2 separate regions of the Mus musculus genome follow, and region 1 is linked to region 2. Evidence: chromatin contacts called from public Hi-C data. All regions are on one chromosome and are shown on one strand. Each heading gives the region's core, a stretch centred on a gene start, on an enhancer-like site or on the middle of the called end of the contact. The rest is flanking DNA. Distances are from core to core; before and after follow the strand shown.

Region 1 (5,014 bases), core at 1,884-4,383, 260 kb before region 2:
CTTAGAGCAAAGTGAAACTACATTCATAATGGAGGAGATAGTCGATATTTCAGTAGATATTGAGAGAGTGATTCATCTGAAATTCATTTCTATTCTCTCTGGTGGCCATTTCTTTTTAACGGGCACGATATGGTTCATTTAAGAACAGTTACGTATTGAGTCTTCATAATGATGATATGAATTGAATGATTCATTTACTGTTTCACTTCCCACATACTGACAATTTATTTTTCTTGCTGTTCCAAAGGGGGAGTGAGTGACATCCAGGAAAAGGAAGTTCTAAGGGGGGGTGGGGGGACTTTGCAGATGACACAACGTGCCACTCCACTCACTGGTTTTCAAGAACAAATTAGATCAAGTATTCATTACAATTAAGCTTAGGAATTAGCAACATTTATTATTTCTCTATAACTGTGGGGACTTGGTTATGATGGTTATAATTCAAATTGACTTTCAGTATCCAAGAGGTTAGCCACTTAAATATCATCTACTGTGACATGACAATTAAAATTTGATGAATTAAAATCATATCCTTCAGTCTTCCAGCCATGAGAAGAATGAGAATCCCAAAGAACCCAAAAAAATCTCGTTCAATTTTAGCATTTAAAAATTACTATACTAAATTAGTAAGAGCCAAAGAAACTGGGATTTGTTCACAGTTTATACTTGATGAGCAAGCGTGACTTTCCCTCAGCTAGCTCAGCGGGCACGTGGCTCTCCCAGGGTAACACTCTCCGTTATCGTCTTTGCAGGAGCACTCATCAGCACGATTAACAAGAGATAGCTGGTTCTTGCTGTAATCAGGGAAAGCGTGGGCTGCAGTGCATCACTTAGCCTGGGTAGTAACTCCGCCCACCAGCATCCCTTTGGAGGCACAACTCTTGGTTTCCAAGAATTTCTTTCTCTACCTCTGTGAGACACCTGGGAAGCGTTTTCAACTCCAAAGATGGAAACTCTACTCATAAAATACTTTAAGTCGACTGAGCTGGCCTCAAGTGGAAGCAGCACACTGAGTAAAGATGGCGTGGATGACTGATGGCCTTGCAGTCTCCTATCTGTCAGTCATCAGGAGGCCCCAGGCAGCTCAGCCACTAACAGTGTCTGAACAGAGCTGAGCAACTTGGAGCCAAGCACAGCTCCAGGAATACTATGCAAGAAGAATGCAGGCCAGAAAATAAGTTCAGAAAATAAAGCTAATAGATTGACATGTCAGTAAGATGCAAATTATATAAATGTTACTGTAACTGTATTAAGTTTCATGCATGCAAAGCCATGATTTTGCTTAGAGACAAACATATTTCAAAACATGTAAGCCATTATCAATAATTCTTATAAAAGTCAATGTGACTGGCACTTTGAAGACCAATAATGCTCCTATTATAATGAGGGGAAAAAGAAAAAGAAAACACAGCAAAATAAAACAACAAAACCCAGTGATCTTTGTATTCTTAGCTCATGCAAGAGAAGGTATTTGCTCAAAAAAGAAGTTAACAGAAGTAACGTTAAGGCTTCCCCCCCATTGTATTATGATTTCAGTAGAAGTATATTACATATCAAGAAGGAAAATGAATATAAATTATTCTAGCCTTCACATTATGAAGAAAAATTCTTAAGCAGGTTGACCTAGTACCTTAATATTAGTTTCTAAGCACTAATATTTCTTCATGATATATATGCTTGGACCTTTTGAAATTCATTAAAATATCTTAGGGGAAATGCATGAATTAATCATCATTATATGTAACGTATAGCTCCTTTTTATTAGATTGTAATTTGGCCTTTTGTGGGGGTGGGGAAGAAGGCAACAAAATCTTTTATGTGGAAGCAATGAAGGAAATATATAGGAACTACAGGCTAGGCAAGGAACAGGATTTTTAACCAATCACATACTATTGAACCGCATAGAAACAACCCCCACGTTTGACAGCATGACGATGCTTATGCCGATGCAGGATGATACAGAGATGCTCATCTTCTTACCGAACAGGAGCTTTGACATTATGGCAATGAGATGGTTGTGAATTCAGGGACACAGGATGGGATGAAGGAATCTTGTATTCATCGTCATCATCTTCTACCGTGTCTCTAGTTTTCTCTGAGAGACAATTTGCTAATGGACCAGTACACCTACCAAGAGGGAAAAGAAAATCCAATCTGGTTTAAGCATCATAAATACCAGAGCAGGAAGGTCTGATGTGACATAGAACAATGAAGAAACTGCTTTGTCACTGGAAGTTTTCAACTGTAAACTGTTCTTACATCCAATAGAAATGGAAGGCCTTGAAATGTTAAGATAAGATATTCATACCTGTGGTTTTTAAGGGTGAACTAAGAAAAAAATGAAAATTACGAAAATGAAAGGGTTTTATAAATAAAGCTTTAACATAAGATGTGTACAATTATTCAAGTCCAAGCTATTAAAATGTTAATTGCTCCCTCCCATGTACTGGAAATCAGCAAAAGTGATAAGGATACACTGAAATCAACTGGAAACAAGAGGTTCTTTAAAGGTTCAAACTGGTCTATGGCTAATACCCATAGTTTTAAAAAAGCCATACATGAGAGAAATTTAACTATCTTGTCAACTTATAACTGTAGTGCTAGAGTTCCTCCCACTGCAACAATTAAGAACGAAACGTGTCCACAATTAGAAGCCGATCATGACAGAAATAAATCTTTGAGATGGATTGTTTTTGTAACTCATGATACCTAAGTGTAATACCTAACTGCAACGAATAAAACACTTAGCGGGATACCGTGGTGGATTTGAGCATTTTACTTGATCATTTGGGAAAATATATAAAATAAAATTGAAAAGTACTCTACTTCCTGTGTGGGTTTTAATTTAACCTTTGCTACTGCCCAAGACAACAGTCCAAAAAAAAAAATGTTAAAATGCAACTTGGCCAACAGGTAGAAAGACAGCTAGTTTGCAAGACACTAGAAAAACTCGGATCCAAGCCACTTTAATTATTATAAACTTCACGGAAAATGTTCCCCCCCCCCCAAAAAAAAAAAAAAAACACAAAACAGTGTAATGTTCCAGCACATTCGGCAGAGGGAGCAGGAGCCCTCTGGTACGTGAGGCAGTCGATGCCTATGTGGCTTTTTGTCTTTTTTCTTTTTCCATTTTCATTTCTTCTCACCACAAAGTTTCATTTTCATTTTGTATTCTTCTCTCCGAGAGCTGAGTGTCCCTGTCTGAACTTCTTGGGACTAAAACATTTTTTCAGATTATTTTTTCCCCTCAAATTTTGGAACAGTTGCAGACTTTACCAGTCGTATCCCTCATGTAATCCTCAAAAAAGCTTTGGATTTTGGAGAACTTTCTATAATGATTTCACTTTTGGGTCAGTGTGGCTGAACACCCGTTATAATAGAAAAAAATGTCAGAGGTGTTTTGTATGTGTGTGTGTGTGTGTGTGTGTGTGTGTGTGTGTGTGTGTGTGTGTGTGCATGTATGTGTGTGCTCATATTTAAAGTTTCAACTGTATTCAGAGATCACGGAAAACCTTCCCTTGGGAGTTTTCAAAAGCTTATACTTTTAGTTTGTCTTTGAAGAAGTTTTCAGTATTGATTTTTAAAGCTCTGTTTGTTAAGAGATACTTCAGGATCCAAATGTCAGTTAATGGTAACCTGAAGCTTTGTTGTAGTAGCAGAGGGGTCTCTACACAGCCCAGAACACAGGCTATGAAATTCATAAACAAACAATAGTGTTATAGTCACTCTAGTTGAATCCTAGAAGACACACCTTGCAACTAAAGGTGACAAAAGTAAAGATGTTTCAAAATGATGACTTGATGGTGTTTTAATATGGTTAGGATAGAAATAACTGTATTTTCTTGCAAACACTAAATTCTTGGAGACAGACATCAATCTCACCAACCTCTGCAAAGACCAGGACGTCTCTATAGGCAGAGGAAGTGGGCCCTGCATGTTCCCATCCTCATCCTGCTCTGCTTCCAGTCTCAGTGAACACCATCTCTATACATACCACTTAAGTAAATACTTCAGAGACAAAAGGGACCTTTGACTTAATATTCAATAACTACATCAAGAGGTGGAAGTTCAAATCTGTCTTACAGGTTACTTCAATAATTTAATGATTTCCAAGAAGCACTTCACTCTGAAGGAAGAATACTTGTTTTTAATTTGCATAACATATAGTATGTATTGGGATGTGTGTGCTCATGCCAAGGTATGGATGGAGGTCAAGGACAACTTGTGGCAATCAGTTCTTACTCTCTCCTATCTTGCCGTTCCCAGGGATTCAACTCAGGTGATCAGACCTTGTAGCAAGAAACCATCTTGTCAGTGCAAGAAATAAACAATTAAAAAAAAAAACAAACAAACCACACCTGTTGTGGTTAGCTCTGGATGCTACCCTTCATTGACAGAAGATCTTGCCTGGCTAAATACCACTCACTCTTTTGTTAGTCAGAGAGCATCTGATGTAAATATGAAAGGCAATAATTATCTATCATTTTATCAAAAACTAAGGGTTCAGTTTTAGAAGCTACTAGTTAGACATTTTATTAGGTTGAATGGATCTTGGTGAGTTATAACTAGAAGTTAAGAAAGCTATGTGCCATTTGTATTGAAATATAAAAAATACATCCTGGTATTTTTTTTAAAGATTTATTTATTGATTATATTTAAGTACACTGCAGCCATCTTCAGACACTCCAGAAGAGGGAGTCAGATCTCGTTACGGATGGTTGTGAGCCACCATGTGGTTGCTGGGATTTGAACTCTGGACCTTTGGAAGAGCAGTCGGGTGCTCTTACCCACTGAGCCATCTCACCAGCCCATCCTGGTATTTTCTACTTATCATTTTAATAAAGTCTTGTAAGAAAGTTCACTATTTTCTCTTAGGTTAATGTTTTAATATTTATTAAAATTTTATCATAAAGAACTTGTAAATAAAAAAGTCAGAGAGATCAAGCTGACCCAAAGTCTATGCATTGTATCCAAACTTTTGTATAGCCTATGAGTCAACAGGTGTCAGCATAAC
Region 2 (4,688 bases), core at 522-3,021:
TGTGAATGAATCTAGAACAGCTGTGACAATGAGGATATCCATCATCCTCAAAGGCTTCCTGAAGTCCCTTTATAGTCCCTCCCTCCCACAGCAATATATTTCGTCCTCAGGCAACCTCGGATTGCTCCAATGTTTATTAACATTAAATGTAAATGAAATCAGGTGGCATCCCTTTTCTGTGGGGCTACATTCAATCACTAAACTGCTTTAAGATTCAAACACACTGTCATTTGGCCATTGTCTATACTGTTGGTATATGGTAAAGCTACACACACACACACACCACCACCACCACACTCTCATGAGGGTGTGTGTGTGCGTGCATCCTGTTATGATCAAATGCTCTGAAAAAAGTAACTTAAGAAGAAAGTGTTTATTTTATCTCACAGTTACAAGCTACAGTCCATTAGAGTAGGGAAGTAAAGGCAGCAGGAACTTTAAAAGCAGCTGGTCATGTTGCATCCTAACTCAGGAAAGAGAACCTGCTGAATGGGCTCAGCATAATTTCTTCCTTTTAATCAGCTTTGGACCGCAGCCTATGGAATGGTATCACCCACAGTGGGTATTCCCATCTTAATTAATCTAAAAAAGGTAACATTTCAGAAGTACATACAATTAATGATTCTAGATTCTGTCAAGTTTACAATCAATATAAGCATCACAAAATATAGATTCCTCTCTTTATATAAATACCTCTTTGTTACCTATTCACTTACTACCTGATAATGAATACTTCTTTCTACTTTGGCGGCATTTCTGACCATTGTTTTATAGAACATGCAGTTTTATGTCTTTGGGGAAATAACCAGAAGTATAGAGACTAAATCATTTGTATCTATATATCTACCACATACAACTTATCCATCATTTCTGCTCTTTGGGTGGCTTTAATGCTCTTTGCATTAAACAGGCCCCCATTTTGACACTAGTCATCAACTGACATTTAGATTCCAAGATGATAGGAAAACATGCGACTTGTGGATTGATCCAAGAAAATCAGATTGGCTAAATTTTCCTTTTAAAGGCAAGAGTAGTGATGTCTAAACTTGCTGTGGTGGTTTGAAAAACTATGGCTTCCACAGGCTCATATTTGAATGCTTACTAGCTGGGAGTAGAACTCTTTGGTAGGGGCAGGCTTTAAGGCTACAAAAACTCGTGACTGGCGCTGTCTGTCTGTGTGTGTTTCTGTCTGTCCCTCCCTCCCTCCCTCCCTCCCTCCCTCCCTCCCTCCCTCCCTCCCTCCCTCCCTCCCTCCCTCCTTCCCTCTTTCAGCCTGCAGATCAGGATATAGCTCTTAATAACTTTCCCAATGCCATGTGTGATACCATGTTCCTTGCCATGATGAAAATGAACCAAGCCTCTTAAATTGTAAGCTAGTCCCTGTTAAATGCTTTCCTTTAAGAGGAGAGGCCCATTGGACTTGCAAACTTTATATGCTCCAGTACAGGGGAATGCCAGGGCCAAAAAGGAGGAGGGGGTGGGTAGGGGAGTGGGGGGGTGGGTATGGGGGACTTTTGGGATAGCATTGGAAATGTAAACGAGGAAAATACCTAATAAAAAATTTTTAAAAATTAAAAAAAAAAGGAGTTGCCTTGGTCAGCAATAGAACAATGACTAAGACAGGGGCTAAGCTCTACTATTTTTTTAAGTTTAAAACTAAGTTGCAAGTGTTTGTCCTACTTTAGATCCCCACTGGCCGCATATAGCATCCCATTTTGCCTACTTCCTTTCTACGACGTGCACCATTCCAATGTGTTGTTATCTCCTTCTGGTTTTGATTTTATTTCCCTAATGACTGATGGTGTTGAGCAACTTTTCATGTGCTTATCTGTCATCCCTTCTGCATTTTGCTGAAAGGGCTCTTTCCCTATTCCTTTTAAGGAAGCTCAGTTTTTATTGCTGAGTTCTGGATGCAATTGTTTTATGAGATATGTGGTTTACCAATAGATTCTACCAGTCCTTGGTTTGCGGTTTTCTCTTCTAATTCAGATTTCAAAAATAAAATCTAAGTGTTCCACATGTTGATGAAGTCACACTTTTTTCTTTTCATTTTATGGGTTGAGCAGCTTCTGGTAATATGCTTAATAAACTGCCTGAAATCAGAAAGATTTTCTTTTGTATTTTGGTTTAGACCGTTTGTAACCTTAGGCCTCACATTTAGATCTTTGAAAAACTAGAGTTAATTTTTGGGTATCAGTTATTAGAAATGAGGATTAAACTGATGGTGATGTTTTGGTATGTGGATATCAGCTTCTAGTATCATTGGAAGAAAATAATTTCCCATCAGCTTGCCTTTGGGACTGTCTGCCGCAGGTTAGTGGTCCATACATATGTGCATGTTCTTGATTCCAGTGCCCAACTCTGTGTACTTTTAAGTTAGTGACATTGTGTCTAGATTATTGTAGTGTTTACGTAAGTGGAGGCAATTTTGCTACTTTCTAATTCAATTCCATTATAATCATAGAGAGTATTTGTGCATCTGGAGACAATTTACTTTTGCTGAAATGTTACGGCCATGTTGCTGTCAGTTTTGTATTATAAAATACTGAAATTACTTCTTTATTATACTCTCCTGGCACCTCCAAATACAGGGAAATTAAAATTTTTTCTATTGTTTTCATTAATTTGTAAACAGTAGATTTACAGTCTATGCACATTCTTATTTCTGATGTATTAAAAACACATTGATGTCATGTGACATATTTTCTAAAAGCTTATTCAACATTATAATATAAGTTATCTAATTTTTTTCTCATTTCTTAAATGATGACTGCCAGCTTTCTCTTTTGGAAGGTGTTTTCTGCATTTCATGGTTCTTTCCAGTGCTTCTTGATCTTTCAGAAACATAATTAATATGTGTATAACCCAGTTAATAATCTCTTCTGTTCTATAGCAGATAGCTATATGTGGAAATTTAATTAGAATTTCAGTGCAGGTGATTGAATGCCTGGCTCCACCCATGCTAGGCAAATATTTAACCACTTCAGATTTTTTGAACTTTAAAAGAAAATAAAATCTCAAGATAGAATCTTGCTAGTTTGCCCAGGCTGACCTTGACCTTTCAATCTTACTGTGTCTTAAGCAGTTTGGGTTTTACAGGCCTGCACCTTCAGGCCTAGGTTTTATATGGAAAATGTAACAAGGCTTTATTGTTTTATTTGTTTTAATTTTTTTTCTTCACAGATCTCTTGCTGTGCTGTCTCCAAACCTTACCAAGTTCAGTATCATTTTATTTCTTCCTGCAGAGGACATTAAAGAACTACCTTTTTGGATGTCTAGTGGTTTCCTTCTTTCAGAGCAGGATTATATTTCAAGGAAGATAAATTTATAGTTCCCTCTTTGTCTGAATTAGTTGTAATATCAGGAGTCTGACCTCCTAAGAAATTCACAAATCCAAAATAGCGCTGACCTAAAGGAGATCTTTAAAGGAAAAAAAAAATCTGTAAACACGGGGAGAGGTTTGAAAAAAGAAAAATAAAGGCCAACCATGTCCAGGTCTTCTTTTATATACCTGGTCCATGGTATTTAAAATAAAGTTATAGTATGAATCTAAGATAAGCCCATTATATGTGCATCAGATGTAAAACTCATCTTTTCTAGCTCATAGCTATGAATCCTTTCTTCAATTCTAGTAAAACCACCTCTAACCATCTGTGCATGACTGCCAGTCCTGATGGTGTGTGTGAATATATATTACTTATAAAATCACAGATGAAATCTTGAGTTTAACACTGCATTCACCTTCAGAGGGAGAGTGACTCATGCTTTGATTCCATCACTAAAAGCCAGAGACTTGCTGGAGGCACTGTGACCTGAGAAGAAAAAAAAATTTTTTTTCCAAAAAGACTCATAGGTTATATATGTTTCTACTTTTCTAGTGTTTTCATTTCATGCATTAGACATATTTTCCTATGGAGTTTGAACTTTGCAATCACCAAAACATTTTAATATATGGCATCATCTTGGTGTTGTTTATATCAAGGTTAATGAAGAGAGATAATCAGTTCTTTCAGTTGTCTCTTCTTAATCTTGTGAGCAGAAAAATCTTTTGGCCATGTGTAGTGTGTGTGTGTGTATGTGTGTGTAAACATACTACATACATACATACATACATACACATTTCTCTCTATATGGAGACATATAGACACATGGATATATATGTATGTATGGTTATACATATTCATATCCATATTTATACATATTCATACATACTTTGGTCTCATAAAACTAAAATTACAAGACAATATTTGGTCATGTTTCTATAGCTTTAGAGACTTACACAAATGACAAAGCTTCATTAGTATGAAAAAATTCAGTAATTTAAGTATTAATATTTCAGTTTCTATATTTTTACAGAGACTACACAGATACTCTTATTTACTAAAGTACTTAATTCTAGATAGGCCTACTCAATTCATAAAATCTATAACATTTTTATTTCCTTTCTCTCTGATAATATATTTAGTTCTTAGCAAAACTATTTCCCTCCTTCCCTTACCCACCCCAGATGAAATCTCACAAAATCCTAAGCTAACTGCAAACACTGTAGCTCCCTGTGACTTCTATCACCTGAATGCTGGGGTGCATAGTATCTAACTTTTGAATATATCTCAGACATGACTGTCTCATTATCTAGTTTCAATCATTATCAATACGTTCTAGCTGATCTATCTGCTTGTTTGTTTGTT

Evidence for each region. A called contact is a pair of places that touch in the nucleus more often than the background predicts.
Region 1: a contact with region 2 is called in a Hi-C map of bone marrow-derived macrophages, with 3 times the contacts expected there. The contact joins two enhancer-like sites. A contact is called at or near these places in 7 of 484 Hi-C or Micro-C datasets (the 3T3-L1 cell line, Th1 cells, Th2 cells and 4 more).

What each region holds. Positions count from the first base shown.
Region 1 is chr16:52,180,325-52,185,338 of GRCm38.p6, reverse strand. It overlaps Cblb (Casitas B-lineage lymphoma b), which reads right to left. Exons shown (of 18, transcript NM_001033238.1): 14 at 1,981-2,127. Among named protein-coding and RNA genes, the nearest start is that of Gm23513, 78 kb to the right of the region's middle. Within about 2 kb of position 3,133, at least 65 of the 459 cell types and tissues checked have an H3K27ac peak or open chromatin away from gene starts, as enhancers often do. A contact at or near this core is called in bone marrow-derived macrophages, where this site is marked.
Region 2 is chr16:51,918,359-51,923,046 of GRCm38.p6, reverse strand. No RefSeq gene overlaps it. Among named protein-coding and RNA genes, the nearest start is that of Gm29686, 67 kb to the left of the region's middle. Within about 2 kb of position 1,771, at least 9 of the 459 cell types and tissues checked have an H3K27ac peak or open chromatin away from gene starts, as enhancers often do. A contact at or near this core is called in bone marrow-derived macrophages, where this site is marked.